Linked DNA regions of Arachis hypogaea: region 2 is linked to region 1. The links are chromatin contacts, called in public Hi-C maps. All regions are on one chromosome and are shown on one strand. Each heading gives the region's core, a stretch centred on a gene start, on an enhancer-like site or on the middle of the called end of the contact. The rest is flanking DNA. Distances are from core to core; before and after follow the strand shown.

What was found. Hi-C and Micro-C count contacts between places; a contact is called where the count stands out from the background.
Region 2: a Hi-C map of leaf shows a contact between it and region 1, with 1.7 times the contacts expected there. The contact joins the enhancer-like site here to the promoter of LOC112743854 in region 1. A contact is called at or near these places in 2 of 8 Hi-C or Micro-C datasets (both in leaf).

The regions. Positions count from the first base shown.
Region 1 is chr14:119,744,070-119,749,126 of arahy.Tifrunner.gnm2.J5K5, reverse strand. LOC112743854 (transcription initiation factor TFIID subunit 13) reads right to left here and starts at 1,444. Exons shown (of 6, transcript XM_025793231.3): 1 at 425-1,444; 2 at 1-4. It overlaps LOC112743855 (a long non-coding RNA gene), which reads left to right and starts at 1,349. Exons shown (of 2, transcript XR_003172484.3): 1 at 1,349-1,488; 2 at 1,601-2,051.
Region 2 is chr14:119,955,600-119,960,464 of arahy.Tifrunner.gnm2.J5K5, reverse strand. No RefSeq gene overlaps it. Among protein-coding and RNA genes, the nearest start is that of LOC112743859, 13 kb to the left of the region's middle. Within about 2 kb of position 3,159, at least 1 of the 3 cell types and tissues checked has open chromatin away from gene starts, as enhancers often do.

The DNA.
Region 1 (5,057 bases), core at 195-2,694:
GATCCTGCACTCTTGAGAATTGAGATTCTCTCTTTCCAATTCACAAGTTATTTTCTATGATAAATTGATAATCGGTAACAAATTCAACTCTAATCATTTTTAGCAACAAGAAAACTTAACTAAGTGATTACTCAGCAAGACAGCAACAAATGATGATAATCATTAACAAATTCATCTCCGTGATGATTTTTAGCAATAAAAAAACTAGCTAATATTTTCAGCGACAAAATATTCAAGGTTCGGTGATGATAATCAGTAACAAATCATGTCAGTGATGATTTTCAGCAAAAAAAAAAAAAAAAAAAACTTGTTCAGTGATATTTTCAGCAACAAATTCAACTGTCAGCAACAAAATCAGAGTGCAGTCATGAATTACAGCAACAAAACTGAAAAAGAAAGATCATAAGAATTTGTTGGAACTCACCAAATCGGGGACCAGCTTATGGTTGCGCGAAAGAAGCTGACGGCGGCGGGGAGGAAGCTGACGGCGAGACTCGAAGCAAGAAGACCAGCCCGGGGACCTGCTGGTTCTGCCGCCGGAGACGATGAGCGCAAGGAAGGCGCGCGACTGAGTGCGAGACGGTGACGAGACAGAGCGCGACGATGAGGACCAGTAGGGACCTGCTGCCGCCGGCGACAACGAGCGCAGGGAAGGCGCGAGCGCGACTGAGTACGAGACTGGAGACGGTGAGAGAGACCGGAGACGAGAGTGGAAGAGAGCTTGAGTGCGAGAGCCAGTGAGCCACAGGGAGAGAGATGAGAGAGCTCTAGCTTCAGTGAGCGAGTGACGAGAGGAAGGAGACGTTCAGGGCTGAAGAGAAACGACGTCGTATGCTCGTATCGAGTGGGGTGGAAAGGGGAAATCCTAGTGGGATTATGGCCTTATATGGGTATCGATGGAGAGAAGGGTGGGACTGCGAGTGTTGATGATGATGGGCTTTTCTTTCTAGTCAGGTTCTATGACCAAAAATAAAAGGCAAACATCTCTTCACATTTTTAGATTTTTACATATCACATGCCAGGTCCAGTGATGTTTAGAATTGACGGGGCTCTCTAATTCATTTGATAAAAAACATTACAGATCCTCCAATATAAAAGAAAAAAAGCTTTGACATATCCGCATTCACCACATTTTAAAGGGAAAAGAAAAAGAACAATTGGTTCAAAAGACTTTTAAAAATGAAAGAACAACAATAAGGAACCTACACAATTACAATCTTTCACAAAAAAGAATGGATCCTTCTTTTCAACAAATGAGAAAAGAGAAAAAAAAAATGATTGCTCTACTTCTAGGGGCACTACTTCTAGATACATCTTAGAGCAAAGCATATCTAGTCAAACATGACACATCCACACGTGATTTTCCATTTGTATGCCTGATTGACAAATCAAAATCCTCGTATCCTAATCTATCTCCCTCTTCCTTCCAGTATGAACTCTCTCCAATTTTTCTTGGGCAAGTGAAAGGAAGAAAAGGCCATCAATTCTGTGAGTTCCTTTTTACTTTTTTCAAATTTCAACAACTTTTGTAATTTGAATACTGATTGTTGCTACATATGCTCTTTTATTGATTTCACCAAACATATGTGGCTATCTGCAGAGATTACAAAGAATGGGGCATGATAACTATGATGTAGGAGAGAGCCCCTATGATGATCCTTTTTTGAAGGGATGTTGCTGCTGCCATTGTTTTTGGGGCATCTCTTCCATTTTCAGTTGCATTCAGAGATGGTTCCTTTTGATTTGTGACCCTTTCTTCAAGTGTTTTGGCAACAATAATGTTCTTGTTATGCATACAAGTTGTGTCAGTTAAATATAGTGTTTATTATTTAAGAAATTACATCAAAATTCAGTGATAATAAAGTAGGTAAACAAATGTTGAAAAAACATTTATCTGTGTACATAGATATAATAGAAAATTTAAGCAAAGGCTAGCATAAGCTTTTGGGTTTTTTAAGAGTTATGCAGCAGGTTGTATGATTTTTTTTTTTTGTTGACTCAGCAGGTTGTATGTTTGTGCTTCATATTATAAATATATGAGAATTTACGCATATTCTTATATAATGAGTTTAATTCTGATATATTAATGGTGTAAAATATATTATACAATAGTTTAATCATATTTATTTTTTAAATAATTATTTATATAATTAAAATAAAAAATAATTATTTTATTAATATAATATTACGTAATTAGATATTTAGATAAAATTATTTTATATTAAGAATGTATTAAAATTAAATTATAAAAAATATAATAAAAAACTCATTGTTGTAGATTATATTTTTGGACATTCTGTGCATATTTCAAATGAATGTTTTTATTCAGTTTCATCAGGAATAATGACTAATTAGTTCCAAATATTGCTAGCTACAAATATGATCATATGGATGTGATTTCTAGTGGAATATTTTTGCTAGGTTAATATTTAAATTTGTCATATTTTTTAAATTAGTCTTAGAAAGATTAAATTAATTATATTAGTCCCTCAAAAATAGAATGTAAGTCAAAATGATTCTTTATTAATCAGATAATGATTTATTATGTTAAGTGTTATATGTCACAAAATGATTAATTGACGTGTCATGTGAGTGATACGTGACATGCTAAGTGTTATTTGACATGTCATAACCTTATTTAAAATTAAATTAATTTTTGAATATATATATATAGGTTATTTTTATTCTTAAAATTTTAAAAATTAATTAAATTAGTCCTAATATAAATTTTTTATTTTTTTATAATATTAAATTTTTAATATTTTTTAATCATACTAATTTTAATCTCATTTTTTATACCTTAATAAATAAAATTTTTTTCACATAAAATAGTAAACATAATCAAATTTAAAAAAAAATATTATTTTGATTTTTAAATTTTATATTTTTAAATTTTAGTTTTGTATTGAATTTTTTAAAATGTTTTAAAAAAGAAAAAGAAAAAATATGACCATTAAAAGAAGATGAAGAGAAATAGTACTAACAAAATAGTAAAAGGGTTAAGTATGATTTTGGTCCTTAAGGTATTGGTCGAAAATTTTTTTCATCCATAACTTTTTTTTTCCATACAAAATGATCCATAAGGTTTAACTTGGTTTTAAAATCATCCCTAAGGTTTAACTTGATTTTAAATTTTTGGCGGCAGAAGCGGAGGCAGAAGTGAATTGTGATAGCTTCTTCTTCTTCTTCCCTTCCCCCTTCGCAGTAACAGAAACACTCTCCTTCTCTTATTTTTCTTTTTTTTATTTTATAATTTTTTGTTATAGGTAATTTGGTCTAAAATTTTAAGATTTAAGTGAAAAGAATGATTTTAAAACTTAGTTTTAAACTTTAGGGATGATTTTGTATAAAAAAAATTGAAGACGAAAAAAATTTCGGCATATACCTTCGAGACCAAAATCGTAATTAATCCTAGTAATAATATTAAAAAAAAGACTATATTAGGATATTAAGGTTGAATGAGTGATTATGAAAATCGATTTTTTAATCATTGAGTTCTACCACATAAATTAAAAAATAACAAAACTAAAGAATTTTAAAAAAATTTAAAATAACTATTATATTTATTAATGAGATCCAAAAAATTAAAATTTTTATTATATAATTAATAATAGTTTGATAAAATCATTTAAGTAAAATATTTTGCTAAAAAAACAAAAATTTGAAAATATAAAATTAAAAAATACAAATAAAAAATAATTTTGTAGTAATTTAATTATTTTTATTATCTTATGTGAAGAGAATTTTATTTATTAAGGTATAAAAAATTATATTAAAATTAGTAAGATTAAAAATATAATATTAAAAAAAGTAAGAGAGATTTATATAAGGATTATTTTGATCTATCTTTTTTATATGTTAAGAATGAAAATAATTTATATTTATACTTTTAAGGATTAATTTAACTTTAAATAAATTTATAATATGTGAGTTGACACGTGATATACGAGGAGTCATCGACATGACACGTAAATCAATCATCTTGTAACACGTAATGTTAATATACTATGTCATCATATTTAATGTGTCACATCATCATCTAATTAACAAAAATATCAATTTAATTTATTTTTTATTTTTTAAAGACTAATATAACAAATATAATATTTTTAGAGATCAATTTAAGGAACTAGGAATGTTTTTGAGACGGATTTAATTAACCAGATATCTGTTCTATATTTTTTCCTTGAGTAAACACTCAATTCGTTTTCTGTCCATTTTAAAATAGGACAAGACAATCTTTATCGAAAAAAATAGACCCTTCTCAGTCTCTGTCCTTGTCTGCTGTGAGTCATGGCGGCTCCTCCATCATCTCTCCTCATCAAACTTAATAGAAGAAACCTATGTGCTACTTAATGTTGATGATGTGGATGCTGAGTCGTCGTTAAGTACTATGCTGATGAATGGACAATGGTCAGAGGTTGATTTGTTTCTCTATAGACAATAATGGTCAGAGGTTAATTTGTCTTTCTTTATCCACAAAAAATGATGTCATTTTACATGTTCACTGAATCAAAATTTATGTTATTTGGAGATGATTCATCTCAGTTGAGACCTTTCATTTTTTTTCCAAATCAACAGAGACAATAGTTATTGCAAATTTAGGGACTATTATCAAAACTTCTCTAATTTATGTCCATTCCAAATTTAAAGCCTCCAAGATTTTTGCCACCTAAATAGATTGATATTGGATAACTTAGACTTGTTAGTATGGATATTAGTTATAGGACTTAGAGTCATATATTTTATTGTTTCGGCTATTTATTTTGCTTGTTTAAAACCTGTCAACCATACAATGCTTTTGATTTAAGGACAAATGTTTTATTTATTTATTTATTTATTTATTTATTTATTTATTTATTTTTTGTCTTAGGACCATGTTGCTATCCATATTATGTTATTATTAGGTGTTAACTTATCAAAAATATATTACTTTTTTATTATCCTTATCAATATAATATATATAAATATTTATGCTTTTTTTGAAGTTGGCAAAATACATGTTACAGATATATTAATGTGCTGCTTTGTTGTTTTGCACAAATAATTATTTTATT
Region 2 (4,865 bases), core at 1,910-4,409, 210 kb before region 1:
GCTGGTTCTAACAATGCGGTGCATTTCATGCGCAGCCTCAGCGATGCATCAGGAGCATGCGGCGGCAGCAGGGCATGCGACTGGATGACAGATACGTTCCGTACTTGCAGATGGCCGGTCTATACCATCTTGCAAGGCTGAACGATAGATGGTTCCGGTTAGACGAGGCCCTTGCCAGTGCATTCGTCGAGCGATGGCGTCCGAAAACGCACACGTTTCATATGCCGTTCGGAGAGTGCACGATCACACTCCAGGACGTGGCATACCAGTTGGGTTTGCCAGTGGACGGGCATTACGTGAGCGGCTGCCTATCAGAGTTCCATATATACATCCAGGGTGGGCGTCCAGCCTTGATGCCGTTATGCCTGTCCGATATAACTAGAAGACCTGGCTGCGGTGTCACGTGCTGTCGAAGGTGGGAGAGAAAGAATGACCAAGACTCTGCGTTCTCACCTTCTACTAGTGCGAATGCAACAGGTAGAATGTTGGAGTTCCCGTCCTGTGCAATCGCGATGAGCAAAGTACCCCCGTACTTCCCATACAGATGGGTGCCGTCAATGCTAACTAGGGACTTGCAATGGCGAAATGCCTCGATGAGAGGTGGAAACGTCCAGAAAAGTCTGTGGAAAAAAGCTTGAGACTCGTCTACTTGTCCACTAACTCGAACGGGGCTCGTCCGTAGGATTGCAACAGTACCGGGCATCGTCAACTGGACTCCCAACACCCACCTGGGGAGCTCGTTGTATGACTCATCCCAGTCACCGTATATGAGGGCAATAGCCTTCTGCTTCGCCATCCAGACCCTCCTGTAAGTCGGCCTAAACCCGAAGTGTGCTGCCGTGGCAGTTAGGAGCACCTTGATGCTGACGGATGCATCAGCCCTAACCATTGGCATAATGAACGCCGAAATCACATGATAATCCAAGCTCCTGTGGTCACTCGAGATGGAGGTCGCAAGACAAGTGTGAGGTCCATTGTACCGTTTGACCTCCCAAATGCCCTTGCGCTGCCGCAGACTCAGTCGAATCAACCATGTGCACCCATTCCCAAACTCAGAACACTTGCCCACATAACGGCGATGATCAGACTCCACTACCTTGTACTGTACCCCTCGCCGGATGCTGTAAGTCTTCACACTTAACAGGGCCTCATCTTTATCCTGAAATTGCTGACCAACCTGGAACTCTGTCAGACCAGCAGTCCCTTCCGCATCTCTAGCTCCGAATCCAACAGAGTGCCCTGAAACACCCTCTTGCCTCATGGCATCCAGGTCCAAAGAGGAAAAATGTGGTGGATACTGCTGTGTGCCAGAACTAGAATCACCGACCGCCAATGCAGGCTCAGTCGCTCCAACCTCGTCGTCGCTGTCATCCTCAATCATATCCGGCTCGACGTCGTCCTCCTCTACATCACCCAACAATCCGTCTCCGACGCCAACCGGTGGAACGCCCTGTAAAGCGTTCGGCAGAATATCAACTGATCCTACCACGTCGCCTACTCCGTCATTGAGATCAACAGCAAAAGACGGGGAGGCGACAGGTTGGACCGCTGGCTCGTACACAGGGACGGACGAAGAAGCAACGGCAGGCCTGGAACTGGAACCGGCTGCCGTGGCTACAGTGGTGGTATTCCGGTTCGAACCCCCTGAGCTGGATACCACATCAACCAGCTTTGCCAACAATTCTGGTGTCCTCACCTCCGGAAACTGCCTCCGACAAAGAAACATGACTTGCAGGTCCTCATCACTACCAATCGTGAAACAATCATACTTCACGGTATCCTGCAAGACCGTGAATGGAATGCGATAGAAAAACTTCTTAACCCGCTTCGCACCTTCCAGACCAAGTTTCATCAGCACAGATCTAACAAGGTCATCATAGCTCGTCGTTGGGTTCACGACAATACAGAGAGGATCCTTATCTGTGAACTTCACACCGGAACGAGTTTTCCTCTTAATGGATCCTCTGTGGTGAACCAAAACAACAAAACTCTCCTCACTAGCCATCTTACACCCTCTAATGAGAGCAACTCACGTTTACAACCATATATATACTGCTCTGTCTACCACTAAATCGAACCAGCCTGGTTCGAATTAGGGTTTGTGTAATTCGAACCAGCTTAGTTCGAATTACTTGATGCAGCCTCTCTCTCTATAATTCGAACCAGTCTGGTTCGAATTATATGATGCAGCCTTCTCTCTCTATAATTCGAACCAGCTTGGTTCGAATTACTAGCATTGCTAAATCGAACCAACCTTGTTCGATTTACTTGAACCAGCTCCTCTATGTAATTCGAACTACATTGGTTCGAATTATTAATGAATAGAGTTTGAACCACTATGGTTCGAATTATATAAATATGTGGTTTGGCTCATTACTGAAACGATTTTGGTTTTGGCTTATTTACGTAATTTCGGCCTGGCATTGGCTTATTATAGTTTTTTACCCATAAAAATAAATAATTCACTAAAAAATTATTTTATAATGTGTAAAAAATTAAAATTATTTTTTATGTAAACAAATTTAATTAATTAAATAGAGATATAATTAATTATTATAATTATTAATAAATTAAATATGATTTAATTATTTAATATAATTATTTAAATATTTAAATAATTATATTAAATAATTAATTATATACGTAAAGTATAATATATATAAAGTTAATACATGTAAAGGTCACCTTATATATGTATATAAAATATTAATTTTATTAATAAAATATTATTTATTTTTTTTAATTTAATAAACAAATGTCTATATATTATTAGTTAAATTGGAAGAAAACGAATCCCTCAGCAGGGTTTCTATAACTTTAAAAGAACTCTCTTTTTGTTTACTTCAACAGTAGATCTTTATCTTTTATGACACAGTTAATGAAACTCCAAATTCTTTTACCATTGAAATTGCTCTAAATACTTAGTAACTTGCTTTCCTTAGTTTACTGTAACCAAGTAACCAACAGATAACCCTTTCAAAAAGTCAATGCTTACTCCACATGATTTGGTGGTAAATTAGATTTGTTAAATGGTTATTAGTTATGTTATTGCGGAACTGATTATTAATTGTATAATTTTATTCAAGTGGTTGATCTAAGGGATAAACTATTATTGTGATTAATTATATTTAGGAGGTATCTCATCTAGTTTGACATTCAATGTATATTGTATTATACTAGTACATATCATTCTATTGTATAGATGGTTATAATTAACTTCTATTACATAAAAATGGTTAACAATTATAATTTAATGCAAGTGGTTAATCTGTGGGACAAATTACTAATGGGTATGGAATTAATTATATTTTAGTAGGGTAACTCATCTAGTTTGACAATTATTAAAAATAATACCAAGTTATACATAGCATTCATTATGGAAAAGTTTGTTGGATATTAAAGGCCCTTGAGGTAGAGTTGACGATATTTATGTGGCTAACCCAAAAACTGAACTTAGGATTAGCCACATTATTCATTCATTTATTTATTTATCCATCCATGTTTTCTTAGGGAAGGCTAATTGATAGAATGATGTCAGTTAATTGATATTAATTCAATCTTCCAAGGAACAAAACATCATCTAGTTCAGATTGAAATATTGCTTTCTTTTGTAATTCCCTATTCTAATGCTTTGAATTTGATCATAAATGATGTATAATGACATGGATAAACCACTGAAAATACATTCGAATAATTTTGGCGTATATATTCACATTTTATTCTCGACAACAATATTTTTAAATAATATAAAAATATGATAAAAATATCTTAACTATGATAAGAGACTTGTTCTATTAGCGAAAAAGTATGATGTGACTCACTTGCTAATATTAAAATCTCACTTGTCCGATAGAAAATTATTTGCCATTTTAATCAGCAAAATAATTCAGACATATTTTTAGTTGTTAACCAAATATACATAATACAAATGGTGCAACAGGAGTCAGCATAGTATTTGAGACTTCATTGATGAAGTGAATGTGAGTTGTAACATTTATTGGGCTTTGGATGCCATGTTGTGAATTGAGAAAGTTTAGGGAGCCAACAGTTTTATTAAAATTTAGCTAGCACCTAATAAGTAAAAAAAAATGAGTAATTCTGCACCATTATAATTTTACACTATTAAAAATATTAATAATAACTAATTAATAACTACAAATTACAAAACTTGTTGATCCCTAATACTCCTCTTATAAATTTAATGAGCACTTTGGAAACTTCTTAGTGCTTGCCATGCATGAAAATTCAAAACAGCATGGAACAAATTTTAATTTAGTGACAACATGCCAAAAATCAATAATCATATATGGTACATATATATGCACCTATTGAATAATAATACAATATAAAGTTGGAGTTATTGCCCTCGTTCAAGTGAAAATGATATGCATGCATAAAAAGACCACTATAGAGGCGAGATACCGATTTAGAAATATACAAATTAAAATTTGAATTCGTTATAAGTATAATTTTATAAATAACTCTATTAAAATTTAATAGATTGTGACAATTCAAATTAAATATCAAGAGTTTTAAATCACGGGACATTCTTCTATGAAATTATAGTTAGATGTGCGTATCATTAGTTATGAGAGATCGAAATTTTGATAGCAAAGAACAAGAATTTAAATAATAAAAAATTGAAGAACAACAATATATAAATGATAAGAGAAATTAAACTAAAAACAATTAAGGTAAAGGAAAGAAAATTCAAATGTTAAAAAGATTTTGTTAAGGGTTGAGAGTCAAGGATCACTATTCTTATCCCTGACTACAAATATGACAATTATGAAGAGTTAATTACACTTAGTCAAATCCTAAACATTGGAAAAAGTCAAATAGGCATAATTAATTTTAATCCACAA